4 separate regions of the Mus musculus genome follow, and regions 1, 2 and 4 are each linked to region 3. Evidence: chromatin contacts called from public HiChIP or PLAC-seq, Micro-C and promoter capture Hi-C data. All regions are on one chromosome and are shown on one strand. The core of a region is the stretch at or near the end of the contact, and the rest is flanking DNA. Distances in the headings are between cores, read along the strand shown. Region 1 has its middle 57 kb from the start of 4932414J04Rik. Region 2 holds the start of Ugp2 (UDP-glucose pyrophosphorylase 2). Region 3 holds the start of Lgalsl (lectin, galactoside binding-like). Region 4 has its middle 29 kb from the start of Ugp2.

Evidence for each region. Promoter capture Hi-C pulls out the DNA fragments that hold promoters and counts their contacts. A called contact is a pair of places that touch in the nucleus more often than the background predicts. HiChIP or PLAC-seq counts read pairs in DNA pulled down with a chosen protein or histone mark.
Region 1: an H3K4me3 HiChIP or PLAC-seq map of bone marrow-derived macrophages shows a contact between it and region 3, with 5 times the contacts expected there. The contact joins the enhancer-like site here to the promoter of Lgalsl in region 3. A contact is called at or near these places in 11 of 39 promoter capture datasets (the C10 cell line, the HPC-7 cell line, HPC-7-derived erythroid cells and 7 more), 1 of 484 Hi-C or Micro-C datasets (bone marrow-derived macrophages), 9 of 115 datasets of contacts at active chromatin or transcription factors (the NIH/3T3 cell line, bone marrow-derived macrophages, cardiomyocytes and 4 more) and 2 of 9 other capture datasets (adipose tissue and liver).
Region 2: a Micro-C map of embryonic stem cells shows a contact between it and region 3, with 5 times the contacts expected there. The contact joins the promoter of Ugp2 here to the promoter of Lgalsl in region 3. A contact is called at or near these places in 2 of 39 promoter capture datasets (embryonic stem cells and hippocampal neurons), 4 of 484 Hi-C or Micro-C datasets (all in embryonic stem cells), 4 of 115 datasets of contacts at active chromatin or transcription factors (astrocytes, bone marrow-derived macrophages, memory CD8 T cells and 1 more) and 2 of 9 other capture datasets (adipose tissue and liver).
Region 4: a promoter capture Hi-C map of hematopoietic stem and progenitor cells shows a contact between it and region 3, with 2.5 times the contacts expected there. The contact joins the enhancer-like site here to the promoter of Lgalsl in region 3. A contact is called at or near these places in 6 of 39 promoter capture datasets (the C10 cell line, embryonic stem cells, hematopoietic stem and progenitor cells and 3 more), 3 of 115 datasets of contacts at active chromatin or transcription factors (SST interneurons, bone marrow-derived macrophages and embryonic stem cells) and 1 of 9 other capture datasets (adipose tissue).

What each region holds. Positions count from the first base shown.
Region 1 is chr11:21,452,554-21,455,253 of GRCm38.p6, forward strand. No RefSeq gene overlaps it. Among named protein-coding and RNA genes, the nearest start is that of 4932414J04Rik, 57 kb to the right of the region's middle. Within about 2 kb of position 1,363, at least 7 of the 459 cell types and tissues checked have an H3K27ac peak or open chromatin away from gene starts, as enhancers often do. A contact at or near this core is called in bone marrow-derived macrophages, where this site is marked.
Region 2 is chr11:21,369,199-21,371,898 of GRCm38.p6, forward strand. It overlaps Ugp2 (UDP-glucose pyrophosphorylase 2), which reads right to left and starts at 1,431. Exons shown (of 10, transcript NM_139297.6): 1 at 989-1,431. The coding sequence starts at 1,007.
Region 3 is chr11:20,829,690-20,832,389 of GRCm38.p6, forward strand. Lgalsl (lectin, galactoside binding-like) reads right to left here and starts at 1,419. Exons shown (of 5, transcript NM_173752.4): 1 at 1,285-1,419; 2 at 587-658; 3 at 349-437. The coding sequence starts at 1,320.
Region 4 is chr11:21,398,193-21,400,892 of GRCm38.p6, forward strand. No RefSeq gene overlaps it. Among named protein-coding and RNA genes, the nearest start is that of Ugp2, 29 kb to the left of the region's middle. Within about 2 kb of position 1,354, at least 58 of the 459 cell types and tissues checked have an H3K27ac peak or open chromatin away from gene starts, as enhancers often do. A contact at or near this core is called in adipose tissue and pre-B cells, where this site is marked.

The DNA.
Region 1 (2,700 bases), core at 113-2,612, 620 kb after region 3:
ATATCATCATAAGTGAGGTAACTCAGATCCAGAAGGACATGCATGGTATGTACTCACTAATAAGTGAATATTAGCCAAAAAAAGTAAAGACTACCCAGGATACAATCCACAGGACTCAAGAAGGTTAATAAGCCAAAGGGCCCTAGTGAGGATGCTTCAATCCTATTTGGGAGGGGGAAGTAAGCAGTCACTGGGGGCAGGGTTGGGAGGACAGAAGGAGGAACAAGGGAGGAAGAGGAAAAAGGGGGAACAAGATCGGGTATTGGGAGGGGAAATATGAGTGAAGCCCTGAGGATTAGCATTATGAACGGGAACAGGTAACCTTGGGAGGTGTGTGTGTGTGTGTGTGTGTGTGTGTGTGTGTGTGTAGCCTCTAGAATGTGCCAGAGATCTGGGAGATGAGAGACTCTCAGGACTCAAAGGGAGGGACCTTAGATGAAATGCCCAATGGTAGGGAGAGGGAACTTGTAGAGTCCATCTCCAGTAGAAAGACAGGGCATCAAGTAGAGGGATGGGGTTGCCATCCCATGGTCAAAAACTCTGACCCAGAATTGTTCCTGTCTAAAAGAACTGCAGGGACAAAAGTGGAGAAGAGACTGAGGGAACGGAGGTTCAGTGACCAACCCAAATTGGGATCCATCTCAAGGAGAGGTTCCAAGGCCTGACACTATTACTGATGCTATGGTATCTTACAGACAGGAGCCTAACATGACTGCCCTTCAAGAGGCCCAACAGATTGAGACAGATGCAGATACACCCAATAAATGCACTGAAATCAGAGGAAAGCCTGGAAGAAGTTGTGGAGGAGGGTGACCCCATAGGAAGACCAGCAGTCTCAAGTTACCTGGACCCCTGAGAGCTATCAGACACTGAGCCACCAACTAGGTAGCATACACTAGCTGGTACGAGACCCCCAACACATATACAGCAGAGGACTGTCTGGTCTAGCCTCAGTGAGAGAAGATGCACCTAACCCTGGACTTGAGACTCCAGGGCGTGGGGAGACCTGGCAGGGTGGGAGTGGGGATATCCTCTTGGAGATGGGGGTGGTGGTGGTAGTGGTGGGTGCAGGAGAGGAATGGGATGAGGAACTATCAGAGGGTGGACTGGGAGGGGGATAATGACTGAACTGTAAAAAAAAAAAAAAAAGATTAAAGATAATTAAAAAACAAAAATCTTCACACCGAATTTCAAGTGTTTGCTTCTTAGATTTTTATCAGAGTATTTATTCTACATAAACTAATTTAGCAAGTCAACTTTGTCATTTAGTCAATTTAACATGAATATGAAAGTGACTCACAGAATGACAGGAAGGTTTCTAGCATGACAAGTACATCACTCTTTAATAATAGCACATGAGTTTTGTTGCTCTTTGGAGCCATCTTCTGGTCAGTGGTGGATTACAGATAATGTAAGTTTTCCCCATGAATTTTTTTTTCCATTTTTTATTAGGTATTTAGCTCATTTACATTTCCAATGCTATACCAACAGTCCCCCATACCCACCCACCCCCACTCCCCTACCCACCCACTCCCCCTTTTTGGCCCTGGCGTTCCCCTGTTCTGGGGCATATAAAGTTTGCGTGTCCAATGGGCCTCTCTTTCCAGTGATGGCCGACTAGGCCATCTTTTGATACATATGCAGCTAGAGTCAAGAGCTCCGGGGTACTGGTTAGTTCCTAATGTTCCACCTATAGGGTTGCAGATCCCTTTAGCTCCTTGGCTACTTTCTCTAGCTCCTCCATTGGGAGCCCTGTGCTCTTTCCATTAGCTGACTGTGAGCATCCACTTCTGTGTTTGCTAGGCCCCGGCATAGTCTCACAAGAGACAGCTACATCTGGGTCCTTTCGATAAAAACTTGCTAGTGTATGCAATGGTGTCAGCGTTTGGATGCTGATTATGGGGTGGATCCCTGGATATGGCAGTCTCTACATGGACCATCCTTTCATCTCAGCTCCAAACTTTGTCTCTGTAACTCCTCCCAAGGGTGTTTTGTTCCCTCTTCTAAGGAGGGGCATAGTGTCCACACTTCAGTCTTCATTTTTCTTGAGTTTCATGTGTTTAGGAAATTGTATCTTATATCTTGGGTATCCTAGGTTTTGGGCTAATATCCACTTATCAGTGAGTACATATTGTGTGAGTTCCTTTGTGAATGTGTTACCTCACTCAGGATGATGCCCTCCAGGTCCATCCATTTGGCTAGGAATTTCATAAATTCATTCTTTTTAATAGCTGAGTAGTACTCCATTGTGTAGATGTACCACATAAAACCAGAGACACTGAAACTTATAGAGGAGAAAGTGGGGAAAAGCCTTGAAGATATGGGCACAGGGGAAAAATTCCTGAACAGAACAGCAATGGCTTGTGCTGTAAGATCGAGAATTGACAAATGGGACCTAATGAAACTCCAAAGTTTCTGCAAGGCAAAAGACACCGTCAATAAGACAAAAAGACCACCAACAGATTGGGAAAGGATCTTTACCTATCCTAAATCAGATAGGGGACTAATATCCAACATATATAAAGAACTCAAGAAGGTGGACTTCAGAAAATCAAATAACCCCATTAAAAAATGGGGCTCAGAACTGAACAAAGAATTCTCACCTGAGGAATACCGAATGGCAGAGAAGCACCTGAAAAAATGTTCAACATCCTTAATCATCAGGGAAATGCAAATCAAAACAACCCTGAGATTCCACCT
Region 2 (2,700 bases), core at 181-2,680, 540 kb after region 3:
GCAGACAGGCATAACGGTCCCATCTGTTTCCATAATAATGAAGGCAGATTCCTTTAATCTAATATGAAAAACTTAAGAGTTAGTAAAGTGGGGCATAAGCCTGTATGGCATTTTCATTTCCAGGGTCAAATGATGGACATCCCTAGCATAACTTTAAAAGGAAAGGGGAAAGGTGCATGGACAGTCACTGAGGATCACGTGAAGCGGTTGCAAACTTTACTGCATGTATTAAGCAAGATGGCTGAAGCTTTCACACACTGGGGTCTGGAAGGAAAGGCTTCTTATAGGCAAACTCTATACAGTTTTGTGACAGAAGTTTAAGGCAGCACCCAATTGCAATACTACAGCTTGGTTGAGGGGTATTTGCTAAATGCATTATTTACACATATACAGATTTGAATGGTAATTTTCAAATTTAAAGAAAGCATAATCTTTCTATATTAAAAAAGAAAAAGCTAAGAGCACTGCAGCAAAGTCATTTCTCTGACTGGTATGACCTCCAGTGTCTACAAACTACTGATTTCGCAATAAATTACTCTGAGACTCAATCCACGTACACACAGAAAAGAAGTGGAGAGCTTCCTACTAGTCTTGACAAACGCATCTGCCTGTCCCTAGCCCTCTGGGTTTCCTTGTCCCACAAAGATAACTAACTTATCATCGAGTGCAAGAAGGGAACAAGAATTAATCAGCAGTCAAAAATCCTGTTTTGATTTTTACAATTACTATCCACGATGTCAGAATACTATTAAAACTGATTTTAGAAGGTAGAAATAACCCCTGCAGGGCGCAGAGGCATACAAACACGTATATGAAATGCCAACCCAATAAGTGGCGCAAAGCAGCTTAAATACCAATTTAACCAAAAAGGTCTGGCAAACGGTATCACAAATGAACACTTCCAGTTACAAACTACCCACTTACTTAGAGACTACCAATATTCAAAATCGGACGAAGCAGCCAAGAGACAGAAAGCAAAATGTCTTACCTTGTACAAATCTCGACATTTTAGGATCTTATTAAAATAATCTGGCTTATAATTTTCAATTTCTAGAATCTACGTTGTAAGGAAGGTCTCTCTCCCTTCCCTGCAACCGAAGTGTTCTTTCTCCTCCGATGTTTAACTACTTAAAGAAGAATTCGGGGGGAAAAAAAATCAAAACTAGTCTTTAAAAAGAAAAATCCTGAAGACGGAAAACTTGGTGGGACCGACTCAGCTTGGGAGGGAACTCCAGGCTACTCAGCGATCCCGACACCAACAGGGGACGACTGGAGACTCCGGAAAAGGTAAAACCAGACGAACTTAAATTTCATCAATGGAGAGGCGGACCTAGAGCCGCTTCACCGCCCTCCGGTCTCCACGCCCTCTAGGGCAGGACTGCCGCAGGCCCCCGGCCGCACCCCGAGGCCCCTCGCCGGCGGCCGTCCAGCGGCGAGCTGCTGGCGCCCCGTGTAGATCGGGAGGCGGGGAGGCCGGCGAAGGGGCAACGCAACCTTTTCTCCAGCCCATAAATAGCCGGGACTCGGAGATGCTGCGAATTCCGCACTCGGGCAGACAGCTGCCCGCGGCCTCCACTGGCCGCCCTCCCCTACGCAGCCGCTCCACACCAGGGCCCGGCTCGCCCCCTCCCTGCCCCCCGGGCCTGGCCGCCCAGACCCCCCGGGAGGCCTGGCCCTCCCTGACACGCCCTCGCCCGCCCGCCCGCCCGCCCCCTACTCTTCCACGCCCCACTGTCGGCCCCCGGCCACGCCTTTCGGAGCAGGACCCCACAAGGAGGTCGCTCGGAGCCCGGCCCGCCCCTTAAGCGACACCCACCTTCCTATTCCCTCGAGGGCTGAGAAGTTGGGGGCCTGGAATCAGGTCTCGCACGCTGCACGAGCGTGGCCGAGGCGACCTCCCCTCCGCTCCCGTCACACGCAAACACCTGGAGCCTGGCGCCAGCGTGCGCAGCCCCTGACCCTCCAGCCCGCCGCCTCCGGACACCGGAGCCCCCACTTTCGCCACACACCTCCCCTCCCCCTCCTTCCCCCCTCCCAATGCGGAAATGTCCCTACTGCTCAGAGCGACAGGCACAGCCGCCAGTCCGGAGCCGAAGTTTGCCTAAGGACCTGGCCAATGAGACACGCGGAGGTGGCAGGGGGCGGGGCGTTCGAGGCCCGAGGGAGGCGGGCGCAGAAGCGAAGGCGGGAATCCCACGCGTGGGAGCTGCACAGGCAGCAGCACGGTGCCAAGCACGTCTGTCTCTGCTTGCTGTTTGCAGATGCCACGAGCGTGTGAGAAAACCGAAGCGTGTGCTTGTGTTTGCACTCCACCAGAATTTGCCCGTTGAGGAAACCTTGAACTCCCCTTCCTCAGGGACACCAGGCTCTTCTCAAGAGGACCCAAAGGCTCTGCCACCAATTAGGGTTTGAGGAGGGTTAAGGCAACCTTTTCAGAATCAAGTAAAGGGATGGGATGTGTGTGGCTCACCAACAGGAGGAGGGCCTGGGGGCGTCGAAGGGAATGCCAAATAAAGGCTCTCCAGAAAGAGCCATCACTATTCGCCTTGCCTCGAATCCCACTCCTGGGCACGTTTGTGCTGGAATTGGGCGTTTACTTTTCTAGCCAAAGTGAAAATGACTTATTATCCTTAAGATGCTGATGATAGATCTTGAAGTCTCCAAAAGAAAGATGAAGTTAAAAGCCAGAACGTTGGCACC
Region 3 (2,700 bases), core at 169-2,668:
CATTAATCCATCTCAGAGTTCTCAAAAACAGCCACAGAACTTGACAAGGGAAACATCTTGTAAGTTTGGTTCTTATTTATTCTAACAGGTTTGGTTACGACTACCGTGTTTCAAAACCATAAAAAAAGAAGTCTTTTGGCCTTCTCAAGGGTCAAAGATTAACTGTAGGCCTATTTTTATCATCACTGATATAAATAGCTATCTGCAGAGATGATGGCTAGGATTGATACACATTCTTTTCATGGGAACATGGTACTTTCTTGGCACTCCTAACTAGTGACACTGTGCAAGTAGGGTAAGGGGAGGAGGCAGCCGCGGGACTCAGCAATGGCAGGGCTCTGCCCTTACCTTTCGGGGTTGAGATCTACGATGCCCATCACTAATACCTTCTTGCCTGGTCTCATGCCACCTTTAATGTGCCCACAAAATGGAACTATCTGCAAAGGAAGAGGGGAGAGACAGGATGTTTATGGGCTGTTAGAGACGAGCCAAACCCTCAGCCCTGAGAATCAGACCCATTAGAAAGCAAGGAAATGCACCAGAGGGGAAAAGGATAAAGGCAGAGACACGGAGCACATTGATTTACCAGTCGTGGGAAGTACACGTCGGCTTGAACTGGAGAACCCAAGGAGTTGTTTAAGTGCCCATCATCAAGTTTCTAAAAATAGAAGCACACAGATTGGCTTTCCACAGACCCTTGTTTATTAGGGAGTGAATGGAAGGATGAGGAATCAACACAAATCTGTAGTGATCCAGCAGCCCTCCACAGACACACATACATATGATGCCTCTTTATAGCCCATTAAATAACCGCGAAACAAAACCCGGCCTTTCCATCCGGTCTAAGCCTCTGATGATCCCCAGGCTCTTGAGACCGGATCAAATTCAAGGTCGCGGCCCACCCGGGAAGCAAAGCCCGTGTAGGTGGGCGGCAGGCCCCTCTCCAAGCACAAACGCTCCCGGAGTCTCTGCCCCCTGGCCTGTCCTCGGGGACGTGGCTGGAGTGCAGCGGCAGCGCTCGGCTTCTCTCCGGAGCCCCCGGCGCGGGACCGTTTCCAAAGGGGTAAATCCCGGACGCCGGGACCGCGGCCCCACACTAACCCACGTGCACGCACACGCGCCCAGCGCGCACCTGGCCGGCGCCCTCCTGCCCCGCGCCCGGGGCCCCCCGAGCTCGCACCCCGCGGCGGCTGACAGGTACCGCGCTTCCCGCGGCACCGCGGGTCCGTAGTCCTTGCCCCGGCCCTCTGAGCTACCCGCCTCGCGGGAGGCCGCTGCACTCACCACCACGGCGTCGCTGTCGGCCACCGACCCCGCCATGTTCCTGCAGCGAGCGCCGGGGACGCGGCGGCGGGCGCGGGTCCGAGCCGGGCGCGCGCACACACGGGCGCGCGTGCACGCCCCAGGCTGGCGCGGCCGCAGGCCCGGGAGGGGGAAGGGAGGCGGGCGGCGCGGAGATCGCGGCGGCGAGGGGATGACGGTGGCGAGGGCCGCAGTGCGTTGGCCTGGGGTGGCATTTAAAGGCGGCAGGGCTCGGCTCGGGAACCGAGAACCGGGAACAGGGCGGGGACGGGGCCCGGGAGCCGCGGCTTGCTAAGCGTGCCCTGCCCTACGGCCATTGGACCACGGCTGAAGGCCGGAGGGCGGTGGCCTGTCGGCGGGAAGGTGGGTGGGGCTGGGGAAAGGGGTGAAGGGAGGGCCCAGGTGGGCCAGGTGACAGGTGCTGGGGACACTCCTGGTCGGTACCCTACTCACTCACCTCCTTCCGCATCCTGGGGGACTGTGGGGGTGGATCAGGAGTGAGGTCGAGAGAAGGTGGAGGACTCCAAAGAGGAAGACCTGGTATGGCTTCTTTCAGAGAATTCCAACCTAGTGGGAGGAAAGATAGTTGCACTGTTTGGAGGAGAAGGAGAATGGAGGTCCAAGGCTTGTACATATTTGACCCTAAATAAAGAAGCAGCCAGGACTCTAGGGGGACAGTTTGCTGAGCGCCGACCAACCCTCTGTTCCCAGGGAAGCGCAGGCTAGTGTCGGGGTCCCGGAAGCATTCTTCAGCAGGTGCCCGGCCAAGCCGCAACTTGAAGTGGACACAGTTTCTGTCCTTAGCTATTTTACGTCACTTGCTTAGTTTGGGGTAATGGAGTCTCCAGTCCTTCTTTGTGTAATACTTCCTAGGGAATACACTCCTCTTTCACGCTAAGGCTCAGACTCCTGTAATGGTATCCTGACACTAGCATAATTATGTAACTTCTCAGATAAGGCTGTATCAACATACTCTCTATTAGGTGACATACTCGGCTTGCCCAATGCACTGTGTGAATCACCACACTAATAAGCAAGGAGCTTGAGCAAGTGAGCTGCTACAGTCCCAGAGGGGCCCTTTGGGGGACCTGGCGTCTCTGCAGCTTTTGTGTCCCTTTATGGACCAGTGCTAATCATGGTAATCTCTGTGGGACAGGGAACATGCCTGTAATCCACAGTCGGAGCCTTTGTGGAAGTGGTTCTCAGAATTAGAGACTGAAGAGTTGTCATTGTGGCTCCCATTTTGCTCCTGTTTACTCATCTGAGCTTGAGAATCACACCTATTAATTATTCTAACATACTAGGCAATTACAAGAAACTTGATATTTTAAAGTCATACTTTGATTCTCTGAATTTCTAAGAGTCAGCATAGGGAAAAAATCATTGAATTATTTGCTA
Region 4 (2,700 bases), core at 104-2,603, 570 kb after region 3:
ACGTGGTATCACTTATCACCCTGCCTGGCTAAGAACCGACTAGACCAGGTTGGCTTCAAGCTTCCAGCAATCCTGCCTCTATCTCTGACTCCACTTTGGAGTGCTGAGGTTTATAGGTGGGTACAGACTTTTTCCTATTTGTTTATAGTTTAAGTCTATATAATTTTATAACTTGTACAAATATCTGAGGATAAGGTATAAAAGTCATGGAAATATGATTTGAATGAATAGCTGAGATATAAATACTAAAAAATAAGATTGTACCAAAACAAAACAAAAAATTGCTCAAAAGGACCCATGTGTTTGCATGCACGTGTTTGCATATGTATGTGTAAAGCAAGTGCCTAAAATATTTAATGAGGCATTGCAAAATAAATCCCCCCACCTTGTCACAAGGGAGGCAGAGTCAAGGTTCAGACAACTGTGTTTAGAAACTTTAGAACCATGTGTTTAAAGAATGAGAGCCAAGCACGTCATAAGCTCGGCATGTGCTCGCTGCCTGTTCACAGAAGCCGGCCTCTACGTGCCAGCTCGCTGCTGACATTTGGAATGCTGTCTAGCTAGATTTCAAACTGTCACAACTCAGTTTCCCAAAAGGTGCTCCAGAAACTTATATGCTCCATCTCCAGGATTGTTTTATAAAACTACTTAATTTTGGTTCTGTTTTTATAAAATTACTTTATTTTGCCTTAGGTCATGATCTTGAAATTTATAAATATACATAAAATTTAATATTTATAAACATTAAAGTGTTCCATCTTTCCTAAGCTGTTAACCTTCCGGACAGATATGCTTATTCCATGACCGTCTCATGTTCTGTTGTGAGGTAGCGTCTCATATTCACAGACACCTTCTCAAAGAAAGTTCAAGTTATAACAGAAGCAGCTAACTGTGAACTAACTGCTCTGAGTATCTCAGGCATTATTCTTTTGAAAGTCTCTCTTAACTCTCATAGGCATTACTGAGTTCCTTGCTGGAACAATTCAGGGACTAAACACAGCGCTCAGAGACCCCTTGAAGCAATCCATGTGTCAGAGGACAGACATGAGCTGTCTGCAGGAGAAAGTAGGTGTGAGAACACTCAGCCCATTATAAGGGGCTCGGCCTCTCTCTTATCCTGAGTGCCTGGAAAAACAGTCTCTCTCCTGTGCATGGAAAGCTGGAGAACAATTTCCTGTCTCACTGAGGCACCTGATTTTCCAACTTGTTCAATTTTCAGTGAATTAGTACTTCTTGAAATGTTGTCCCAGCCAGCAGAAATGACATCACCTGGGAACTTGTTCTCACTTGTGAGAAATGCAATTTTTGAATTGTAACTGCAAGCCTGTGAGTCAGATCTCTGAAAATGGGACCTAGCATGCTGTATTCTAATGAAGCCGCCAAGACCGTGAGACAGGCCTGGGAATCCCTGGGCTCTGAAACATCGTCTGCTTGGCTGATTGATCAGTGTTAGAGACATAAGCCACCTGGCCTGTCAGGATATAGCAATCCACACAGTCATTTGTAAAGTACAGAAAGTCAAAATGTGTGCTATGAGTTTAGCAATTTTAGGGAGATCCACTGACTGACCAATCAGTGAGAAAGGGGTGAAAAATAGATAGGTAATCACTTTAATCCCAACAACAGCTCTATTAGTTTTGCTAATAAAACTGGAGACCTAAAGAAGTTAAATAATTTGTTCAAAGCCAGTTCACCAAGTAACAGAATCACAATTTGAACTGTGGACTATTTAATTCCAAGTCTTTTGTCTTGCACTTCATATTCTCATTTGCTCTTAAGTATATGCCAACTGTTTCTGTAGAACAATGTATATTTGGACTTTGTTTTAAATTGTGATAAAACATTACAGAGAACACATAAGGAAAACACTTAGTATGGATATGTGTGTGTGTGTGTGTGTGTGTGTGTGTGGAGAGAGAGAGAGAGATATCAAAGATCACTTCTATATATTTTAGTGCCCAGCTAACATACATAGTTACCACCCCCCCATAGCAGCAACCAGATGCCCCCAAATGCCTCTTCTCTGTGAAGGTGACCATAAACTGGACTCCTGGGATAATCGCTTGTTTGTCCTTGCCTTGATAATTATTCTCAAGCCATTGGCTTTGTTGTATCCTTTCCATGCTTTGAACTTCATCAGAAAGAAGTCATACTGTGCATGGACTTCTGTGCCCTGCTTCTGTTCAGACAGCACTGCTTTGAAACATTCATTAATGCTGTCTGCTGTCATTCATTTTTATTGCTGTATAGTGTGGCACTGAGTTCCCATAAACATTTTTCCTGGAATTGATTTATTCATTCTATCACTTTCCTAGTTCAGGAATTTGGCAAAGTATTTATTGCCTAAGTTATCCTGATGGCTTCTCTTTATCTCCAGGCTCCCAGACTGCAGCTAGAAGAATCTTTCTAAAAGCCAACATCCTTCCTGTTAAAGGAAGCTATGGGAGAGAAAGGGCTAAGAGAGGGTTGGTCCTCACTATCAGAGCTCGGGGGGCTCTTTGGAGACTCAGGATTTTATTCTAAGGGCAATAGAAAACCTTTCTGACTGATAACCTTGGCTTTCTGGTGTCAGAGACTCCTACCCCAGAGTCCCTAAATTATCCAACTATGAAGCATTCTCTGCTTGGCTGATTCAAGAATACAACCACGTATTCTAGGCCCACATGATACTCTAATGTATAGTCTCTTGGGATTTTAACC